2 separate regions of the Sus scrofa genome follow, and region 2 is linked to region 1. A link is a contact called in public Hi-C data. All regions are on one chromosome and are shown on one strand. Each heading gives the region's core, a stretch centred on a gene start, on an enhancer-like site or on the middle of the called end of the contact. The rest is flanking DNA. Distances are from core to core; before and after follow the strand shown.

What was found. A called contact is a pair of places that touch in the nucleus more often than the background predicts.
Region 2: a Hi-C map of liver shows a contact between it and region 1, with 6 times the contacts expected there. The contact joins the enhancer-like site here to the promoter of PPP1R12A in region 1. A contact is called at or near these places in 1 of 5 promoter capture datasets (liver), 8 of 47 Hi-C or Micro-C datasets (alveolar macrophages, embryonic fibroblasts, heart right ventricle and 3 more) and 1 of 2 datasets of contacts at active chromatin or transcription factors (skeletal muscle).

Annotation. Positions count from the first base shown.
Region 1 is chr5:101,488,729-101,491,920 of Sscrofa11.1, reverse strand. It overlaps PPP1R12A (protein phosphatase 1 regulatory subunit 12A), which reads right to left and starts at 1,639. Exons shown (of 26, transcript XM_021092811.1): 1 at 1,135-1,639. The coding sequence starts at 1,371.
Region 2 is chr5:101,818,427-101,821,618 of Sscrofa11.1, reverse strand. It overlaps LOC102165008 (a long non-coding RNA gene), which reads right to left. Exons shown (of 4, transcript XR_002344360.1): 1 at 981-3,192. Among named protein-coding and RNA genes, the nearest start is that of PAWR, 130 kb to the right of the region's middle. Within about 2 kb of position 1,443, at least 29 of the 83 cell types and tissues checked have an H3K27ac peak or open chromatin away from gene starts, as enhancers often do. A contact at or near this core is called in liver and omental adipose tissue, where this site is marked.

The DNA of each region.
Region 1 (3,192 bases), core at 390-2,889:
CATCTTACACATATAACCAAGACAACTTTGGGTTAGCTTCCAAGTCTCCTCGTTGTAAGGGAAGCTACTGCTGTAAAGTCGTTTCCTAGTAATTCCAAGGTGCCTACTGAGAAAATATAAAGAGTTTATGTCTTGACATCTATTTCCATCACTAAAAATTGCTTTTTATGCGGAACTCTATGTGGTGGTGTTGCTTTTGGCCTGTTAAAGGCAAAGCAACATTATCTCTGGATTGCCAATAGTTTCTCCTTATTTGGCTAACATTGAGCGATCCCAATCAGACTCCTATAAAACTTTAACATGCCCAAAGCATCCATTTTGAGAAAAGTTTGTGACCAGCCTTCTCTTTTCCCACCCCCCAAAAGAAAAACCAGAGCTGGGGAGCCGACCCCGAAAAGAGTGTCTTCGTACTTATTCTCCTCTTTCCAACCCCAGTGCACACCCTGGGACCTGGGGCCACAGGATCTCCGACACTGCGGCCACCTCTGCTCCCAGGGACTGTCCGTACGTTCCCGTCCAGCGAGGGGCGAGCCCCGGAGGAGGCCTCCTTCCCGTGCCCACCTTCCCGTCCTCCCTTCCAGCCGGTGCCCGTCAACTCGTCGCACCCCCTCCCCAGTGACCGAGGGGAATAAAGGGGAAAACAGGAAACCGCCCGCTCGGGGCGCCCGGCTCGGGGCTCTCGATTCCTGCGACTACCATCACCGCCCTGACCGAGTCCTAAAACCCATACATTCCGTGCCCACCTACAAGCCACAGGCGTCCGCCCATCCCAGGGCCCCGAATGCCCCCGTTCGTGGTTTGCCGCGGCGGCCCCGGTCGCCCGAGCCTGCCGCTAACATCGGGGCCCAGGCGCGCACAGCCTCCCCGGCTCGGCCCCAGAGCCCAGGGCGCGTCCCCAGCGGGCCGGGGCCCCAGCGGCCCGCCGTCCCTCTCCCCTCTGCCCCGGAAACAGCCCGGCTCCCCCACTCCGCCACCGGCTGGACGGAAGGGGCCTCGAGCGCAGGCCCTCCTCCTCCGCGGGAAGCCGCCTCCTCGCCCCGCAGCAGGGAGCCTCCCGCCGCCCGCAGCCTGCGCAGGCCGGGGCGGAGGCCGGCGCAGACCCGGGGGCCGGGGGCCGGCGCCGGGCGCACAGACCTGGTGCAGGGCGGTGAGCCCGTCCACATTGGCGTAGTTGATGTCGGCGCCGCGGTGCAGCAGCTTGAGCACCTCGTCCGTGTCGCCGCTGGAGCAGGCGGCCAGGAAGACGGCGCCATCGTCGAACTTCACCTTGGTCTTCTGGCGCTTCACCACGGGGGGCTCGAGGTCCGTCTCGGAGCCGATCCAGCGCTTCAGCTGCTCGTTCCGCTTCTGCTTCGCGTCCGCCATCTTCATCCCCTCTCCTGCCGCCGGGTCTGCCGAGCGCGCGGAGGGCGGGGGAGGCGGCGAGCGGAGGGGCGGCGGGCAGGGGGCGTGGGGCTGCCCCGGCGAGCGCGGCCCGGCGGCGGGCTGGGCACCGGGCGGAGACGCTCGAGACTGCCAGTATCCCACAGAGCACTGGGGCGGCGCGCCCGGCCGCGCGGACCTCCCTTCGACCGCAGACGCCCGCCCGCCCCCGGCCCGGCCGCCCGTCCGTCCCGGCGGCCCGTCTAACGTAACTTCGCGAGATCCGGGCAGGGAGGCGCCCGGCGCCCAGTGCGCACGCGCGCCGGCCTGCGCCCGCCCCAGGAAGAGCGCGGCGGCGCGCGGCGGCGGGCGGGGGTCGGGCCGCGGGAGGGGAGCGGGCGTGGCCCCGGCGGCCGGGGCTGCGGGGCTGGGACCGGCCGGGAAGGGCGGGGGCGGGGCGGGGAGGCGCCCGGCCCCTCGAGGGCTGCCGGGGCTGCGGAGGCCCGCCGTCGGCGTTGGGGCGGCTCCGGGAGCGGGCCTGCCTCCGGCGCTGTCTCGGCTCCGCCGGGGCGCTTGCTCAGGGCGGAGGGCTTGCCTATTGGTTGCGTTATTTGAATGGAATGGAGGAGAGGGAGGTCACGAATCCAGCGCTAGTGCCTCCTCTTTCTCAGGCACCCCGATGAGCTTGCCGAGGCCCTTCTAAAAGCGGGGTCTGGGTAGCGAGGGCTTTGGTGGTGCTTGTCCAGATCTCAGCGCAAGGTGACCGCCTGGCGACGAGGGTTGGCCTGCGGGCGTTGCGGTGGCTTTCTGCCAGCCTCGCTGTAGAAACGTCTTTCCGCTTACGCTTTTTTGTTGTTGATGTGTTCCTGGGGGTTGGGGTTCTTTGGTTTTGGTTCTGTTTTTGTCTCAAGCATATTTTGGGTCCTCTGTCCCTTCCTTGAGCGCTTTCATCCTCCCTGGTGCTACTCCTGAACTTAGCTCAGCCTGTTACTGGTCCTGACCTTTTAAGGGATTCCTGGTTCCTGCTCTATCGCTTTCTAAGGATGGCTAAAGACCCAGCTGCTTCTAGAATTCAAAAGGAATGTTAATATTACGCAATTGATTTAGCCGGTATTTATTGAATACTTACTATGAGCCAGTCATTGTTCTAAGCACTAGTGATACAGTGACGTATTTAAACCACCTGAGATCACGTGATCAAAAATATTTTATAGTTTATCGTCATAAAAAGGCTGGTGAACGTTTTCTTGTATGACACACACACACACACACACACACACACGGTTTGTAACAAATACTGTCTTTTGAGCCATCTATTTATAATCTCCACCAGTTGACATTTTCCTAAACAATACATTGTTTTCACCCTCAGTTTTCTACAGCATTTAGAGCCAGAATAAATCATAAAAGGTTAACATTAAATGGAACTTGAGGGATCATCTAGACTGAGTCCCAAAGAACTAATTGACTCACCTAATTTTCTTTGCAGCAGGATTTAGGATTCCATCAGCAGATAGCACCTGTACTGGGTCAGGCATTGTTCCAGATGCTGGAGATACAGCAGTGAACAATTAAGGTTCTCTTACCTTCCAGAGGACTACATTACAGCTTATCAAATTGATAAATAAAAAATAATTCTAACATGGTTGTGATTACCTGCCTGTAATGCTGAATTTTCTGAACACCAATTACCAGGGAAGTAATAGCCCAAACAAGGGTAAAAATATTTCCCTTGAAAATATTGGACAAATTGAAGTGAGTGTAACATGCATAAAAGGGTCTGATGATATCAGACCCTTGAATAACAATGGTGTTAGGTGCTGGAGAATT
Region 2 (3,192 bases), core at 194-2,693, 330 kb before region 1:
GTTGATGGAGACGGAAGCGACCCAGGGTGATGCCGCCACGTGGCTGCAGTGTTTGCGGGGAGCAGTAAGTTTTCCTCAAGAGCCAGATACGCCTCAGGATCATGGGTAAATCCTGATTCCAAACCGGAGCCTCCTGTGACACCGTCAACCACATCATGGGATCCGCGTGAGACTCCGAGAGTCACGAAAGCGGGTGGGGGCGGGGGCTGACCGGTGCCCTCGTAAGGAGGAGCGTTCCATGCAAACGCTCATGACCAAGTGAAAAGGGAGTGTGACGAGAGAGCCAGCCGGGGACGCGGTGACGGGTCTGAGTCAAACGCCCAGCATGGTCCGCTTCCTTTCCTGGGATGAAGTAAGACGCCGGGAAGGTCCAGGGTGAAGCAAACCCAGGGCCAGGGCCCTGCACCCCAGCCCTGAAAACACGGATGGCAGCACACTTGCCTCCCCGTGTTTACCGACTCTGCTGAATCCGACTAAACCAACACAGCAACCCACCTCCAAGACGAAGAGCCACGGTAACTCTGAGTATCTACAGCCGGCCACACGATCCCTTGGCCCCAGGCCTCTCTGTTCCCGGGTCAGCGGGCAGGCAAGGACTCGAAGAGCAGACCGGCTTCAGAACCCGATCCTCGGCCCGAGGGCCTTGTGATCCGAGGTGTTTGTGAAGCCCCCCCCACCCCCCGGCCCACACTTCCCTTCCGTGGGCCCAAAAAGCAGCGCCTGAGATGCTCCGCATGCCTGTCCTGCCCTAAGGGCTGCAACAGCCCTACACATTCCTCCCACAGGCAGCCGGGGAGCTCGCAGGGCCAGCGCCCTTCCGTGTGCCCTGCACAGCCCCAGTGTTTGAAAGGATGACAGGCCCAAAAAAAGAACCCAGGAGAAGAGCGGAGGGTGCCAGAGAGGCCGCTTGGTCTCAGGAGCCTTTGCAGGGGCTGGGGGCCACCCCCACCCTCAGCCCCCCAGCATAGAGAAGGACTTACCTCGAAAGGGAATGCAGGCCAGAAGCAGCAGGGGCAAAGCTTCGGCGGCTAGAAAGGAACCCGGGGCCCTGGTCCAAATACGCAGTCAAGATTTGTCACTAGCATCCCTTGCTGGAAAGCTGGGGCAAGGGGTTTGCCCCGAGGCCCAAACTGGACCTCAGTCGGCCGGTCCGTCGCTAGGGCCCCAGAGGTGAAAGCCGTGGGCAGGAATCCTCTCCCTTCCCGTCTCTCCCCCTCCCTCCCTCGCCGCCTCCTCCCTCTCAACAACACACCGCTGGGGAGCTGATTGGGGTCAATTTGCCGCAGACCTTGGGTCCACCTGCAGCTCGTTCGTTTATTTCTCGGGAAAACCACCAGAGGGCGGTGTGGTCACCGATCCCGCACCCGCTCCCGGTTTCCTCCGCCGCCTGTTCAGGCAGGCGCGTCAGTACATCCTGTGACAGGATGTTTCAAAACTCTTCCTTCAATTCTCATTGTAAATACACTACCTCGGGGCGGATCCATCCAGATGCACCTCCCAGCGCAGCCTGAACTGCCCGGGTCAAAGGTTCTGTTCTATCTGTAATGATCTTGCTCAAGTGTGCAGCCCAGAAGCTGGAGCTTAAACTTGCATTTCTGTCCTGCATTTCTGCTGAAGTTTGGAAGTTCTCTCCTAGGCTGCCGTCGGGAGCAAAAGGAGTTAAAAATCTGCACAGCCTTCTTTGTACAAAACTGTGCTGTGTTTCCACGTTCAGGTTACAAGTGTTTGGCTTGCTCAAAAGCAGGGCTGCCCGACCGGTCAGAAGCTATTAGTAGACTCGTCATATGTGCAAACATGAGGGAGCAAGAGCCACGTTTCTCTCTGCTGGAGGCACTGGGAGTGTGAACTGGAGGCCAGGAGATTTGGGCCTAGTTAGTGTGCCAGAAAAAACAAAGTCGCTAGCAGCTTTGGGCTTTGGGGGGGGGGGGCAGAATTCCCCTTCCCGTGACTCAACAGCACCCCGAGGCACAGGGGACGGGCCGTCTCTGGCTCCTCTGGGATCCGCATTGGAAGAAGCCATGCAAACGAAGCCACTGAGGGCAGGTCCGGGTGAAATGATAAGTCAGGGTGTATCCGAGGCGTCGGGCAAAGGCTAGGGCGCGGGCAGAGAGGCGCCCCAACACCAGTGCTGCACTTCTTCAGACAACCAGCACCTCCCGATACCAAGCTCGTCTTCCGTTTATCAGCAGAGGCAGATAAGGTGAAACATCTGCAGCCAGAGGGACATCTGGAATTTTCCTGCCAGGCCGAGATACCATCCAGCGTTCAAGTGGGCCATATTTGGACAGGGCTGCTGTGTCCTTCCTCTTATCTTTTGTATTTCCACGGCCGTTTAGCGACATGAGCGCCCTTTACACAAGGTCAGCACTGTTTACTCAGACTTGCCCAAAGGCCTCGCTCCTGCTTCCTATTCTCTTCCCTCAAAGGATCAGGAGTTCCTACCACGTCTTGAGGGGAAAACGCCCAGAGGAGACGTTTATTGGAGTGAGTTGGGCGGGGATTCCAACTCAACAAAAAAAGGAGGATGGAGCTGAAAAGCAGCCCCACACTTGAAAGACGATTATTTCACCAGGAAGCTCCCAGGGCTGGGCCCCCCCGTGGGCTTCACAGCGGCAAACGGAGAACAAAGTGGAGAAAGACAAACCAAGTTGGGAGAACAGGCTGTGACTCCTGACAGCAAAACCTGACCAGGCGGAATGTTGGCAGAGGGTGGAGAGGGATTCGAGCGTCTTGCAGACACACCCGTGGCCCTCAACCCCCCTCACACCCCAGGAGCGTTACCGAGAAGGCTTCACGGCCGTTTCTTCTGGGCACCGTCTTTATGGGCCGCCACCCCAGGGAATCAGGGAACAGACCCCTCTTGGCTTCCGGCTCACCTTTCCACACCCAAGATTTGGGAACAAAAACAGCCAGCCAGGAAAAGATAAGCAGTCCACAAGAGCCCACCTGTAATTTGGCTAAATGGAGTTGTTTCAGGACATGACAGCTGGGCTTCAGGCTTGATTATTACGAATGTATAATCAGTGTGGCCTGTTTCCAGGAAAGGAACTTTTTTTTTTTTTTTTTTGTCTTGTTGTTGTTGTTGTTGTTGCTATTTCTTGGGCCGCTCCCGTGGCATATGGAGGTTCCCAGGCTAGGGGTTGAATCGGAGCTGTAGCCACCGGCCTACGCCAGAGCCACAGCAACGCGGGA